Linked DNA regions of Sus scrofa: region 2 is linked to region 1. Evidence: chromatin contacts called from public promoter capture Hi-C data. All regions are on one chromosome and are shown on one strand. The core of a region is the stretch at or near the end of the contact, and the rest is flanking DNA. Distances in the headings are between cores, read along the strand shown. Region 1 holds the start of CBLN3 (cerebellin 3 precursor). Region 2 holds the start of MRPL52 (mitochondrial ribosomal protein L52).

What was found. Promoter capture Hi-C pulls out the DNA fragments that hold promoters and counts their contacts.
Region 2: a contact with region 1 is called in a promoter capture Hi-C map of liver, with 4 times the contacts expected there. The contact joins the promoter of MRPL52 here to the promoter of CBLN3 in region 1. A contact is called at or near these places in 1 of 5 promoter capture datasets (liver) and 1 of 47 Hi-C or Micro-C datasets (embryonic fibroblasts).

The regions. Positions count from the first base shown.
Region 1 is chr7:74,860,570-74,867,657 of Sscrofa11.1, forward strand. CBLN3 (cerebellin 3 precursor) reads left to right here and starts at 5,362. Exons shown (of 3, transcript NM_001112680.1): 1 at 5,362-5,766; 2 at 6,063-6,182; 3 at 6,537-7,088. The coding sequence starts at 5,467. The coding sequence ends at 6,734. KHNYN (protein KHNYN) reads right to left here. Exons shown (of 8, transcript XM_021099195.1): 2 at 3,499-3,719; 3 at 1,641-2,740; 4 at 1,348-1,478; 5 at 1,165-1,261.
Region 2 is chr7:76,188,437-76,195,430 of Sscrofa11.1, forward strand. MRPL52 (mitochondrial ribosomal protein L52) reads right to left here and starts at 3,176. Exons shown (of 5, transcript NM_001185151.1): 1 at 3,128-3,176; 2 at 2,965-3,025; 3 at 2,819-2,886; 4 at 388-452. The coding sequence starts at 3,155.

The sequences.
Region 1 (7,088 bases), core at 4,112-6,611:
GCTTTTAAAATCTGCCCATCTCCCCACACCACAGTGTATACTAGGGAAGGAATGTGCCCTGTGTTTTTCATTTAAATCATCTAGCAGCTTAAGTTCTCATTTTCCCTGGCCACTTCGTAGCTTTTTCCAAGAGTTAACCACTCTGACCCTCGGTCTCCATTTCTGTATGATAGAGGTAAGACTCCGCCACACTTGATCAGGTCCATGAAAATCTAAGGAATATCACCATCTTCCTGCCTAGCAACTTGAGTGAGGCAAGCCCATACCTTAGCTTCTTTGGACATTCATGAGGAGAATGAACGAATGGAAGAGGACCCTGAGACAAAGAGGTTAATCCACTGAGAGACTGGTCCACAGTCAGTCAGTGACTGCAACTTAGGACTCAAATTCAGATCTTCAAATTCTAAGTCCAGTGATCTTTCACTGTATCTTTTATTATACCATGTTTTGTACAGTCTTATTACAAAAGATTGTGGATGGATTGTGTTTCTTCATTTGTCATTATTTTGATCATTTACTCTGGGTTTCCCAGAAAGTGGGGAATTTCTCTATGTGTTCAGACATCTAGATTATAAGAGGCATTTTTCAGCTATCCATGTCATCAGTTTTCCCATCTTTCCATTAAACCAGTATTTTCCTTTTTTTTTCTTTTTTTTCTTTCTTTTTTTTTTTTTTTTTTTTTTTTGTCTTTTCTAGGTTCCCAGGCTAGGGGTCTAATTGGAACTGTAGCCGCTGGCCTATGCCAGAGCCATAGCAATGCCAGATCTGAGCCACGTCTGTGACCTACACCACAGCTCACAGCAACGCCGGATCCTTAACCCACTGAGCAAGGCCGGGGATCAAACCCACAACCTCATGGTTCCTAGTCAGATTCGTTAACCACTGAGCCATGACGGGAATTCCTAAACCAGTATTTTCTAAATGGTAAGGCCCTATATAAATACGAGGCACTGTTTAGTTTGATGAGTAAAAAATGAAGGGTGCATGGGCAAATACAGTTGTCCACTGGCCAGCTCATCCTGCCTACAGTCACAGAGGCTGGCCCTTTTCCCACGACTCAGGTCTATGGACAGTGTGAAGGGTCAGGAGCCTCTGTTGTCTCTCATTCAGTCTCCCATTGGGCTCCTTGGATCTGGAGCCTGTGGCCAAGAGAGAAGCGAGTACCTGTCGTCATAGGAGGAGATCCTCTTGCCATCCAAGACCCGGGAGGGAGTGAGGGAGAGCAGGCTGAGGGAATACAGCTTGTGCAGGAAATGACCCTCTAAAGAAAGAGAGGCGCATAATGGGGTTATCTTCAAGGTGGAAGCGGGACCCATCCCCGGACACAAAAGACCAGGCCCAACTCACCTCTGACCTTGGAGTCCTTACTGAAGCGCCACTGAGGCACAAAGACGGTGATGTCTCGGTGGCCTCGGTCCCAGAAGTACTGCACAGCAATGGCAATGCCCCGGCTGGAGAAGTAGTGCTGGAGGCCATGCCTGCAGTGGGAAGAGGTCAGCACTCTGGGGCCCCAGAGTGGGGGCACGGCAATCTGGCTGGATTGCACCCCCTGCTCAGCGCATATCCCCAAGGTGAACAAAACTGCTCGTTTCACCATCCCATCCCCTTCCCCAGGACTCTCAGCCCCACCAGGTACTCACACCATGGCCACGTTGCTGCCGTCGATGACAATATGGCGGAGGTCTGGTTGGCCCGGCACGTTGGCAAGGCACAGGGTGAAGGGGTCCTGGAGGGCCTCCTGGAAACGCTGCGTGCCGGTCACCAAGTTGCCCCCCCGGGTGCCTCGTTTCCATGGAGACCCCCGACCTCGAGCCACAACCTGCTGCTTGTCTGCCCTGTCCCCTCGGTCTCCACAGTGCCACGGGGGTTCAGGCGCAGGTGGGGGGCTGGGCACTCTGGGCGGTGAGGCTTTCCCATTATGGAGCCGCTGGAGGAGGGAGGCTCCCCTGGGCTGAGCTGCCTTCTGACAGGGGCCCTGGGCACCAGGAGGCTCACCCTGGACCCAGAACCTTCCCTTTTCCTGAGGTACCCCCTCCTTCCCCAGGGCCTTCCCCTTCAGGGGCGCTGCCTGCCCTGCCTCTCCTCCTCCTATCTGTGACCCAAAGGCCCCTTGTCTCTCCCAGGTCTCTTCCCTGGGAAGCTCCTTCCACCCCAAGTCCGTCTCCCTGGGAGCACCCTGCTTTTCTCTCTCCTTCTCCAGAGCATGTCTCTCGTCCCTTGACTCTCGCCACCCTGTTGGGCCTGTGTCCAGGGACTCCCTGCCTTCACTCAGGGGAGTCCTGACTTCCTGGTGCAATCCTGGGCTGCCCTGCTCCCAGGATGGGAATGCTTGGGGCCCCTGCCCCCTGGAGGCCTCCTGCACCAGGCTCAGCAGTTCCTCCTGGATGGCCAGGGGCAGCTGCAGCAGGGCCTCTGTGTAGGCATCCACCCGGGACTGCAGCAGGGCAGAGAAGTCTCTCAGAACTCCAGCACACTGAGAAGCTCCAGGGGACGGCCCTGGCAGAAACTCCCAGCTCAACCGCTCCACCAGCTCCTCCACTCGGCTCTGGACCATGACGAAGGCCTCAGTCAGGCCACTGACCATCAGAGAACCGGGTGCCCCAGGCACCAGATGGGCTGATGTGCTCCAGGCCAGGCAATCAAGGAAGAAGCCCTGGGCTCCTAGGAAGATGCAGTGCAGTTTGGGTGGGTAGTGGATTTCATTCTGCAGCTCCGGGTTGCAGAGACCCTTCAAGTACTCCTGGGGGAAGGAGAGAAAGAAGGAGACTGCTGGAATCCTAAGTGGCTCAATGGCCCATTGCTCTCCCCTGAGCTCCAGTTGACAGCCTAGGGCTGAAATTCCATTTAGAACTTGATTCAACTTAAGATACTGTTATAATTAATTGGTAAAAAAAAAAAAAAAAAAAAAAAAAGGCTGTCTCTTCCAAACATTTATGTGTGTGTATATGTGTGTTGTACATTTCCATCATAATGACCATCATTGCTAACTTTTACTGAACTGATGCTTTACATGCTTCATCTCATTCACAATAAATCCAGTGAGGTGGTTACTATTATTATTCACATTTTATAGATAAAGAAACTGAAACTAGGACCACAAGGATGGTATTTGGTGTTGGCGCCTTACAGGAAGCCCGGACTAATTCCAACAGAAGAAATGTGGCCTCCACCCCACAGTGAATTCCTTGGTGGGGCCTGCTGGCCCAACCAGATTATCTCTAACTTTCGAAGAGAACAAACTGATGCGAACTGAATTACTTATCCCCGAGCCCTAGCAGAACCTTTGTAGTAAGAGCAGAAATGAAACCAAAACTCCAGACAAATAGAGTCCGGAAGTCCCTCAGAGCTCAGGGCCAGTGAGACAAACAAGGAGTGGAGATCCTTCCCAGCCCCTCCTCTCTTCTGCCCTCACTGGGGGGCAAGGGGGAGAGGGAGTCCTGGTTCCCCCCTCCCCCCGGGGGGAGGCCTGGGGGGGGAGGGTCAGGGAGAGGTGTTCACCTTGGCTCTGCTGGCGTTCTCCTTGGGGCCCTCCAGCTGCAGCCAGATGTGAGGGTTCTCGGGACAGTCCTTGGGGAGGACGCTCATCCCCACCCTGAAGATGCGTTCCACATGGGGCTGTTGCTCCCGCACCTTGTCCTCGGCCTCCGCAGACACGGCAAAGCGGTCAGGGGACGAGGAGCCAGCCCCCCAGGTAGGCATGGCTGCTTGGCCGCCCAGCCCTGTAAAGAGGGAAAGCAGCTCAGAGCCAGGATGTCCCTTCAACCCAAATCTTTGTTTCCTGGCCTACACCAGCTATCAACAGGTCCTCAGCCAGTTACCAAACTGGTAAACAACCCAGGCGGCAGCCAGCATTTCAGTCCACCTGGAGGGTAGGAAGGGGATGTCAGATTATCTGGACGCAAGGGCCTTCCTCCCGAAGACGAAGTCATGGATAAACAAGGCTGTCTCTCTGGGAGGGGTGTGTGGCCTCTGGAAAATGATAACCACAGCCGGGAGCAGGGTGGGGGGAATCCCGCTGGATCTGGAGGGCAGGAGTGGGACGGGTGACGAAAGAGCCCCTCTCCTCGGGGTCTCTGCGATCTCCCGGTCCAAGACGGCCTCTTAAAGACGAATCCTCACCAGGGCTTAAACTGGGCTGTCCTCTGGGGTCCCTTGTCAGCCATTTCCAAGGTTCTGGCCACTCCCACCCTTCGCCCTCCCTCCGCCGCCTGGTCCGCTGCACCCATCGGTCTCGCCACACTCCCCACGCGGGGCCCAGGGGCCGGGTTGGGCCCCGCCCCCGCAGCCGCTGGCGGCTGCCGCCCCCCGACTGCGCTCTGCACTGCGGCCTCTGGCTCCCGCGGTCCGGGCGCGGGGGAGAGCGCGCCTACCCGCCTCGCCGCCCTCTGCGGCCTCAGTCCCGCCGGCGCCGCTCGGTGCCCGCTGGCCCCAGCTTCGCCTGCGCCCCCGGCCCAGGGAAGAAGAGCTGGGGGCCCAAATCTGGGCGGGCCTTTCCGATTCCTCACCCAACGGGGACCTCTCTTCCCCACATCACGAACAGTTTTTTGAGTCACTTCCTGGCCCGGGGCGGAGCCAGCTCGGCCCCTCCCAGGGGCTAGGCCAGCCCTGAGCCCCAGCGCGCACCCGCTGGGACCAGCCGCAGGCTGCTCCTCGCCCCCGGGCCTGGCCCCGCCCCCGGCCTACCCGCCCCGCCCCGTCCCGTCCCGGGCCCGCCCACCCTCCCGCTCCAACTCCTAGACTCCCTGGGGGGTCAAGGTCTCCCGTTCCTCTGGGTTTTCAGCCGCTCCGCGCAGTTGTTTCTCAGGAATGAGGAACCACTCTTGGAGAGATGGAAGTGAAGGGGGCCTCGTCCCTTCGGATGAAGATATAGAAGACCAAGGAAAGGAAGAGACTGGCCCAGGGTCACGGAATAGTGCCCCTGTTCGCCTGCGCACTTTCCACCAAAACAGTTGTGGGGAAAACACTAGGATACTCCCTTTTCCAACAGTGGAAAAAATGCTGCTAAGCGGGCTGTTGATTTGTGAAGGATTTTAAAGAGGGGAGGAGTGAGCAGGAGGAAGGGGCTGTAGAATTGGTCTCACACATATGCACAAACACACACTCAGAATCTCACACAGTCACCCGTGTTCTTTGTCGCCCCAGTTCCAGCCTTCAGTGCTCTTGAGGGGGCTGCCCTGGGGATCTGGCTGAAGCCCTCCCATCTGGCTGCCTCATTTCTCCTCTCCCTCCCAGAGCCCAACTGCTGTCATTTTGTGCCCTGCCAAGGAGGAGGGACCTGCAGTGACAGCAGGAGAGGCAGGACAGAGTTGTGGGGCACGAGAGGGATGGAGATGCCAAGACCAGGTGACCATGAGTCCCAGAGAGAAGACTGAGAAGCAGGGTGAGGGGTGCTGAGAGTCTGTGGCAGAGGAGGGCAAAACCAAGGAGCAGAAAGAGGAGGCTTGGGGGTCACAGAGCCACTCAGCCATGCTGGGAGCAAAGCAACACTGGCCACCAGGTCCTCCACTCAGCCCTGGGCTGCCCTTGGCCCTGACTCTTCTGGTTCTCAGGGCCGGGTGGGCCCAAGAGGGGACAGAGCCAGTCCTCCTGGAAGGCGAGTGCCTGGTGGTCTGTGAGCCGGGCCGAGCTGCTGCAGGGGGTCCCGGGGGAGCAGCCCTGGGAGAAGCACCCCCTGGAAGAGTGGCATTTGCTGCAGTCCGAAGCCACCACCATGAGCCAGCAGGGGAAATCAGCAACGGCACGGGTGGAGCCATCTACTTCGACCAGGTAATCCCCCTCCCCTGCAAAGACCTGGAAGCACTGTCCAAGCCCGCTCTGCTGCTAAGGAAACAGCCCCTGCTGTGGCTGGTTGCCCCCAAGCCTGCTGCCCTTCTCCCTTCCCTTCACTCCCCCCATACCCTCCTTGACCTTTCTCACCATTTCTTTTGAACCCAGGCATTCCTCCTGTCCTGTCTGCTTGTCACCCCTTCCTTTCCTTACTCGCTGCCCCTTTCCCCAACCCCGTGGTTTCCCTGAGCCCCAGGCATCCCTGAGCCCTACTCAGCAGGGTCTGCTTCCCACAGGTCCTGGTGAACGAGGGCGGTGGCTTTGACCGAGCCTCAGGCTCCTTCGTGGCCCCTGTCCGAGGTGTCTACAGCTTCCGGTTCCATGTGGTGAAGGTGTACAACCGCCAAACTGTCCAGGTGACCTGAATACTAGGCCCTGTCCTATCTCCAACTCCTGGGGCGGAGGGCGGGGGGGTCAGGGTAAGAGGAGGGGAAATAAGTGGAGCCCAGCTGACCCCCAGGCAGACCTCCATTGACCTGTGTCCTGGGAGGCCAAGAGCAAGGGGGGAACGGACCTACCTAACAGAGCGTGTGATAGAGGTCCAGAGTCCAACATGGGCCACCCCGCAGCCCTCCCAGGTGGGTGCACTGTCCAGGTTCCCAGGTATTAGCGTGTCCCTCTGGGGCTGGAGAGAAGGGAGAAAGCCCTCAAGAGAGTGGGGTCCTGGGGCGAGGGGCAGGGACAGGTGCTAACTGGGCTTCCCTCTGCAGGTAAGCCTGATGCTGAACACATGGCCTGTCGTCTCGGCCTTTGCCAATGACCCAGACGTGACCCGGGAGGCAGCCACCAGTTCTGTGCTACTGCCCCTGGATCCTGGGGACCGGGTGTCTCTGCGCCTGCGTCGAGGGAACCTACTCGGTGGCTGGAAATATTCGAGCTTCTCTGGCTTCCTCATTTTCCCACTCTGAGGGCTGAAGCTTTTCAAAGACAGAAATCTAGCCCCTGACCTCTGCCCTCTACCCTTTCCTGCCCCAGAAGCAGTCTCTTTAGGGCAGGAGAAAGACTCCCTCTGGCTGCCTTTATTCCACTGCCTTGCATGGGACCCTGTGCCAAACATCCAAGGTGAGGAGTAGAGCTGCAGTGTCTTGGGACCTGTCCCTCTTACCCCACCCCCACAGTTGCCTCCCAGCCTCCCACTGCCTTGATTTCTGCCTGCAGCCCTAGAATCAGAGCAAGATTTTCCAGGGAGGGAGGCGTAGACTACTTTGCAGTCTCTGCTTCCTGTCCTCCACCCCCAACCCAGCTTCCCGCTCAGTGCTATT
Region 2 (6,994 bases), core at 1,926-4,425, 1.3 Mb after region 1:
TGCTTCAGGTACAGCCAAAACAAAAACAAAAACAACAAATTACGATTTAAATTTTCTCCCCCTGAGTTCCCATTGTGGCTCAGCAGTAACGAATCTGACTAGTATCCAAGAGGACATGGGTTCAATCCCTGGCCTTGCTCAGTGGGTTCAGGATCTGGCATTGCTGTGAGCTGTGGTGTTAAGTCGCAGATGCAGCTCGGATCCCACATGGCTGTGGCTGTGGCATAGGCCGGGAGCTGCAGCTCCAATCTGACCCCTGGCCTGGGAACCTCCATATGCCACAGGTATGGCCCTAACCAAAAAAAAAAAAAAAAAGAAAAAAGAAAAAAAATATTTTCCTCCCTCCAGTTACACACAGTTTGCCCGGCTGGGGTTCTAGCCACTCACTGCAAACTTTTCCCTTTGTGCTTTTCTTCGAAGCTGGCCTTTCATTGGAGGAGCAGGGCGGCCATCTGCAGATAGAAGGGAGAGAAAAGGCAAGTGTTAGAGATGGCCTGCAGCACCCTGGGAAAATGGCTGTGACATGAAAGAAGGAAGAACCAGTCCCCAAGCTTGGCTCTTCCATTTCACACCCATTGTAGCTTAATTCCCCTAGAACACTTCCCTTGTCTTCAAGGGGGAGGTGTGCCAGAACCACCAAGAACACGCTCCCCCTTCTTCCTACTCTATTTTACTCACTCCTCATTAGCTTGGAATTCAAGGTCCTCTGTGGTGCTGAATCTCGTTTGATCTTCAGAAACCCTCCACTCAAGCAATCTGATTACTGTCCTACTCACCTTGCTGAATTCTACTTCACTCCATAGCGAAACACGCTCTTTTCATTTTCTTCTGGCCAAATTCTCTTCCTTAGGCCCACCTCAAGCCCTATCTGTCCCAGAAGTCCTTCACTAACCCCTTTAACTCAATGAGCTCTCTCTTCTTAAAGATGTGCATATCCATCACTTAATATTCACCTATTTGTTTGGAGACATTTATTGTACTATTGATTGTTTTCAGCTTCCTTTCATCATCTTGGGTCCTTCTGGAAAGGGGCAGAGCACTGAAATATTATTACTAAATGTTTTTTTTTTTTTTTTTTTTGTCTTTTTGCCTTTTCTAGGGCCGCTCCTGTGGCATATGGAGGTTCCCAGGCTAGAGGTCTAATCGGAACTGTAGCCGCTGGCCTACGCCAGAGCCACAGCAACGCTGGATCCGAGCCACCTCTGCAACCTACACCACAGCTCACGGCAACGCCGGATCCTTAACCCACTGAGCAAGACCAGGGATTGAACCTGCAACCTCATGGTTCCTAGTCGGATTTGTTAACCACTGTGCCACGACGGGAACTCCTATTGCTTAATTTTTAAAATGTCCATGCTTTGTTTTTCCAGCTGGACTTTAAGTTCCTTGGGATCAGGGACTATATCCCTTCCTTTCACGGTAGTATAGTGTTGGCACATAATAACAATTCCATAAATATCTGCTGACTTGCTGAAAAGATGCAGTATGTGGCCTCAAGTAGTTTATAATAGAGATTAAAATACTTTTACTTTCTACAAAGAAAGAGAGTGAAAACTCTGCCCAAAAGTCTAAAGCCAAGACAAATAAGAGATTATTTATCAGGAAAGGAAACCAGTACTGTGTATATTAGGTGCTTTACGTTGGTTATTTCATTTTATCCTTACAAGAACCATCTGAGATAGGTATTCTTGTTTAACAAATGTAGAAACTGAGATACAAGTAAGTAATTTGTGTAAGACCACAAAGTTAACAAGTAGAGAAGCCTGGATTAAGAATCAGTTTCAGGCTTTCCAATATTCCATACTACTTCAGAGAGATCCTAGGCTTCCTGCAGTAAACACCAGGTAGAGGAATTCTTACTATGGCACAGTGGGATAGGCAGCATCTCTGTGGCACCAGGACACAGGTTCAGTCCCTGGCCCAGGTTAAAGGATCTGTGGTGTGGATCTGATCCCTGGCCTGGGAACTCCATATGCCATGGGGCAGCCAAAAAAAGAGAAAAAAAAAAAAAGTAGGAAAACAATCTTCACCATCCTCCTCTGTCACAAAGTATTTGATTGAGCAGGTTTTATACTCCTACAGAATCCAATACTCAAGTCTCTGTGCTGCTGAAGGGGGCCTGGCCTTTGCCCAGTTCTACTCCTGTCTTTGCTACTACCTAGCTGTGTGCTCCCTAGCAATACTTCTGTAGGCATCAATTTTCCCACCTGTGAACTGGAGTCCCAAGAGAGTGGAGAGAGGCTTCAACTTTTGTAAGGGCTTTCCTTTCTAGGATTCTTTTTTCTTTTTTTTTTTTAACGTAAAGGGAGAAACTTTTCCTAAGGGAGCTCACCATCCTCTGTGCTCGCCCTTTTGCACTTCTCTCTGAGATGCTCATTTAGGCAGCCTTTCAAAGAGCTCTCCTTGAGCTTGGTAACAAATTCTCAACAATGTATTCACCACACAGAAGAGCGGTTCTTGGTAACTTAGAAAAAACCATATTCCTCTTTGACCAGCGTAAAGTCTTGTCACTCCCCCAGGACGTCCCAAATCAGAATTATCTTCTGCTTATCCCCCAAAGCCAAGAAGATCCTGTCTAGTTTTACTTTCCATAGACGGTAGTTTAATTTCCAAAACAAACGACAGGGTTTCTCCCCCCCCGCACCCCGTCCCCACTGCAAAGATAAAGTTCAATACATTTAACGACACCCCAATAAAAGTTAAAGGAAAAAAAAAACTCAATACGTGGTCGGCTCAGACACACCCCCACCGTGACACCTCCCCCAACTCCGTCCAGAGGCGTTTCCTCTGAAGTAGAATTAGCCTGATTAGTGCTCACCCGCGTAAGACCAGTCTGGGAGCTCCGTAAGAGGTCCGTAGCCAGAGGGGTTGGCAGCAAAGCCCTGCCTGGGTGGAGAAAAACAGCCCGGTGAGGACTAAGTTCAGCTTCTGGTCCACCCCAGAGCCCCCCAGACCGGCACTCACTGGAGTCGCCACTGGCTGCCCGCCTGAGCCGCCGTTCCGCAGTGCAGCCTCCGGACACCTGCTGGGAACAGAGGACAGAGTTGGAAGAGCGACTGTGCGGCCAACTCAGGGGTCCCGTCCCATCCCTGCAAGCTCCCGAGCCACCTACCCTATACACACTTACTAGATAGCAATATACCCCAAGCAGCCATGCTGAGGCGCAGAGCCGGAAATGGGCGTGGCCTCGATGGCCACGCGGGACGCTGCGGGGGAAGCCGGAAGTAGCCATCTTGAATCTGGTTTTCAATCACGGGCCCCGCCATCTTGGCTCGCCGTACGGAATAGAGGGATAAAGCTGCCTCCCCGGTTTTTTAGGCGTCGTGTGAATCCTCAGTGGTGGCTACAACTTTGGTGGAAGTCGCGTCCTTCCAGACTGAGCCGTTCTGAACTGTCCTTTGGAAACGCCCTTCGTCGCCCCTGGGGATCTCTAGTCCTTTGAAATTTATTCTCATTTCTCAGTTGAGTGACATTCACGTGACCTCATTCTGTCTTCTAGCATCACTGTAACATTTTCCCCAGCCTAAGACTCAAATCTAGGTTTCAGTTCTCACTTATTTATGAAACAATATTGAAGAGTTTATGTGTGACAAGCACTGTATTCCTTCCGTGCAGGAGAGTCTATGGAGAGCAAAGCAGAAGTCGCTATTAGGATAGAGCTCCTAGTCTAGAGAGAGATGACAATTATCAATTACACACATTGCTGTAGTATTACAGCTGAGATGAGTGCTGGGAAGGGAAGTAGGAGTTGTTTGTGAGTATATGATGAGAACTTGATCCAGAGTAGGCAGTCAAGGTTTTCTTGAGGAAGAGCTAAGATCCCATTTCGTTTTTTTAAGAGCTTCCACCACCATTGTCTAATATAAGCCTGTAAAAACCTTGTGAGGTAGGTAGTAAGTGGCCAACCCAGATCCGTGGCTTCCTCTCTCCTTTTAAACAAAAAAAGAATCACTCACAGACATACTTCATTTTACTGTGCTTTGCAGGTAATGCATTTTGTACAAATTGAAGGTTTGTAGCAGCCTTGCATAGAGCAAGTCTATCCATGCCAGATTTTCCAACAGCTCACTTCCTGTCTCTGTGTTACATTTTGGTAATTCTTGAGTATTTTCAGCTTTGGCATTATAATATTTGTTATGGTGTCTGTGATCAGTGATCTTTGACATTACTGTTGTAATTGTTTTGGCCTTTTTTAGCAATGAAGTATTTTTAAGGTATATCCTTTTTTTTAGACATAATGCTATTGCACCCTTAATAGACTACAGTATAGTGTGAATATAATTTTTACATATACTAGGAAAGTAAAAAATTCGTGGGACACACTTTATCTTGGTATTTGCTTTACCGTGCTGGTCTGGAACAGAACATGAATTATCTCTGAGGTATGCCTGTACTTGCTTTTGGGAAGTCCTTTATCTTTAATTTCTTCATTGAAAAAAAGCTTATTATACCACATTTATGAAAACATTTTAATAATGATAAGGTAAGTGAAAGTGCTTTATAAATGGTGGAACTCCTACAAAAGTGGCCGTTACTGTAGGACTAGACTAGACACTGCTGACTGGGCAAACTTGAAGGAGTGGTGTAATGGCCTATCTGGAAGTTTATCATTTCCTCCTGTAAGACTGGGAGGTTTTTCCACAGGAGGTGGCTCTCAACTGTGCTTTGAAAGAGGGGAAGGGTGGATCCTGGTTTAAGAAGTAAAAGCAGCTGTTTTGATAACAATAAGAATGGCAATAGAGGAGGGCTGACCTAGAAAAGATGGGAATAAAAGAACTTGGCTATATGCCAATGGATGGTCCCAAAAAACTAAGCAAGAGAAGTAAGACAATAGAATACAAATACCATTTTACATTTGTAGCTTTAATTTTCAGTTATCAAAACACTTCTATATAAATTTTCATAAACCTGTAAAGTGGATAAGATAGTCTAGGAAGCAGTCACCTTACAGATTGCTTGCAATTTTCAGAGATCAGGAAATTGAATCAAAATGTGGCTGTAGATTTATTGTGTTACAGTTGCAATAATGACTGAGTAACAGCTTTCCCAAGCCAGGCTCCATGTGGCTTTGGCTGGTTCTGAGATGGACAGCTGAAGCAGACAGTGCTGCAATCCCATTACATAATTTACAGTTGGAGAATAAAGCAGGAGAAGCCAAGGGCTGGGAAAAAAAAAACAAAACCTCAGTGTCAACATTCAAGATCGACAGGAAGATGACAGGCTGGCACTACCACCAATACTATGTAAAGGAGTTGAACCAGCAACACTTCTATCTTCTAGTAGTTCACACACACTGTGGGTGCAAAATCATAAAAAAGGCCACATGCTTTAAGGTGAACTAATAATGTGGACAATAGGAACTCCACATGCAGAAGTGAACATATGCACCAATTTAATAGCTGTGGGAGTCAAGGAACCAGAGCTGAGGACTTTGGGGCAGAAAGGGAAGCTTGATCTGGAAAACTGGGAAATCTGGGAGGCGAAAGGTCTTTGGAAGGAAATCAAGTTCAGCCTTTGACGTGGTTAGAGTGATGTGGCAGGGGGACAATCGATGGGTTGCAAATAGCAGGAAATATGGGTTAGGATTTTGAGAGGGAGAGAGAGAGGGAATACTAGTGCTGACAGCTAACATCATCAGCATTCTCAGGGACCTCATGGAACACTGTTGCGGGGGATGGGGTCTGGCACAGGGACAGCACTTCTCAATGACTTCATCAGACTCTAAGCCACAGGAAAGCAGCTTCATCATCCCCTAGCTAAATGTCTTTCATCCTCTGGATTTCATCCGGCAAAGGTGGGAAGCATCAGGAAACGGAGCTTCATGTCTTTCCTCTCTTAAACTCCTTTGCCTCTCAAGGGCATCATGGCCTGTGTTTGGCTTTAATATTTTGTAATCCACTCATGTTTTTGTCCAGCGTGTTTATTCAAATGCCCTGCTGTCAGGTCTGTATATGGTAATTTTTGTACAAGTGCCCTAGGAAATTCAGTGCTTTTAAAACCGTTGTGATGAATAATGATGACATTGGAGAAAGATGGTAAGTAAAGCTGACTCTAGGGAGCTAATTCCCCCTCATTTTGCAACCTCTTCCCCTTTTTGCATACTGTGACTAAATTCTAAGATTGAAGAAGAGCAAACTATTTGGGAAGTGTCTTGTTTCACATTCCTTCATTAGCTTCCTCCTTAAGACAGCTTAAGATCAAATCACTGTCACCTCAAATCACTGTCACTTCATGCAAGAACTGTGGGAACTGACAGCTATAAACCACCCACTCACACAACACACTGCTTTGCATATTATTTCCTTATTACTTACATAATTTATTGTAACATATTCCTTTTCTTTTCTCATGGCTGTCAAATCCCTGTTCAATCAGTAAGGGCTAAATTCTGCGTTAAATGACACAGCTTCAAGATAGGTAAATTATGACCTCGGGCTACATTCTTTTTTTCTTGCCCCGAAAGCTGGGACTTCTCTGAAGCGGTGTCCCTTTCCACCAGGCTGATCTTGAAGATGGGGGGGGTTCTCTGCGAATCTCTGCAGAGTGGCTTTAAAAGGGGCCAGAGCGGGACAGCGTTGTAGACACAGCAAGGTCTAAATAGGAAACTGTATTGCTTACAAGTCATCTTTTAGTTTCAAAATGTGGTGAAACATTTCCAGATCCCCCTCCTTGAATTAGCCCAGCAACTCCCTCTTTTATTGGGTCCACGCTTCAGCTAAGACTCTTCAGATGAAAGCTGCAGTGGGGACTCCAGTCTCGCGGGCACCCTCAGCCTGAACATTTTTTGTTAAGTGCTGCCTCCTGGCGGCAGCCCTTTGGCATGACACCTTCCCAGCCCGTTGGAGACCACTTTCTTTAATTTGGGATCTGGAAGCTGATGCAACAGCTTCCCTGAGGGGGCGGAGAGCTGTGGTGCCCTTCCGGGAGACCCCTCTCCTGGCTCCAAGCTGGCGCCGCTCCCTCCCCTCCCCCATGGGGCTTTGCGGTCCAGAGT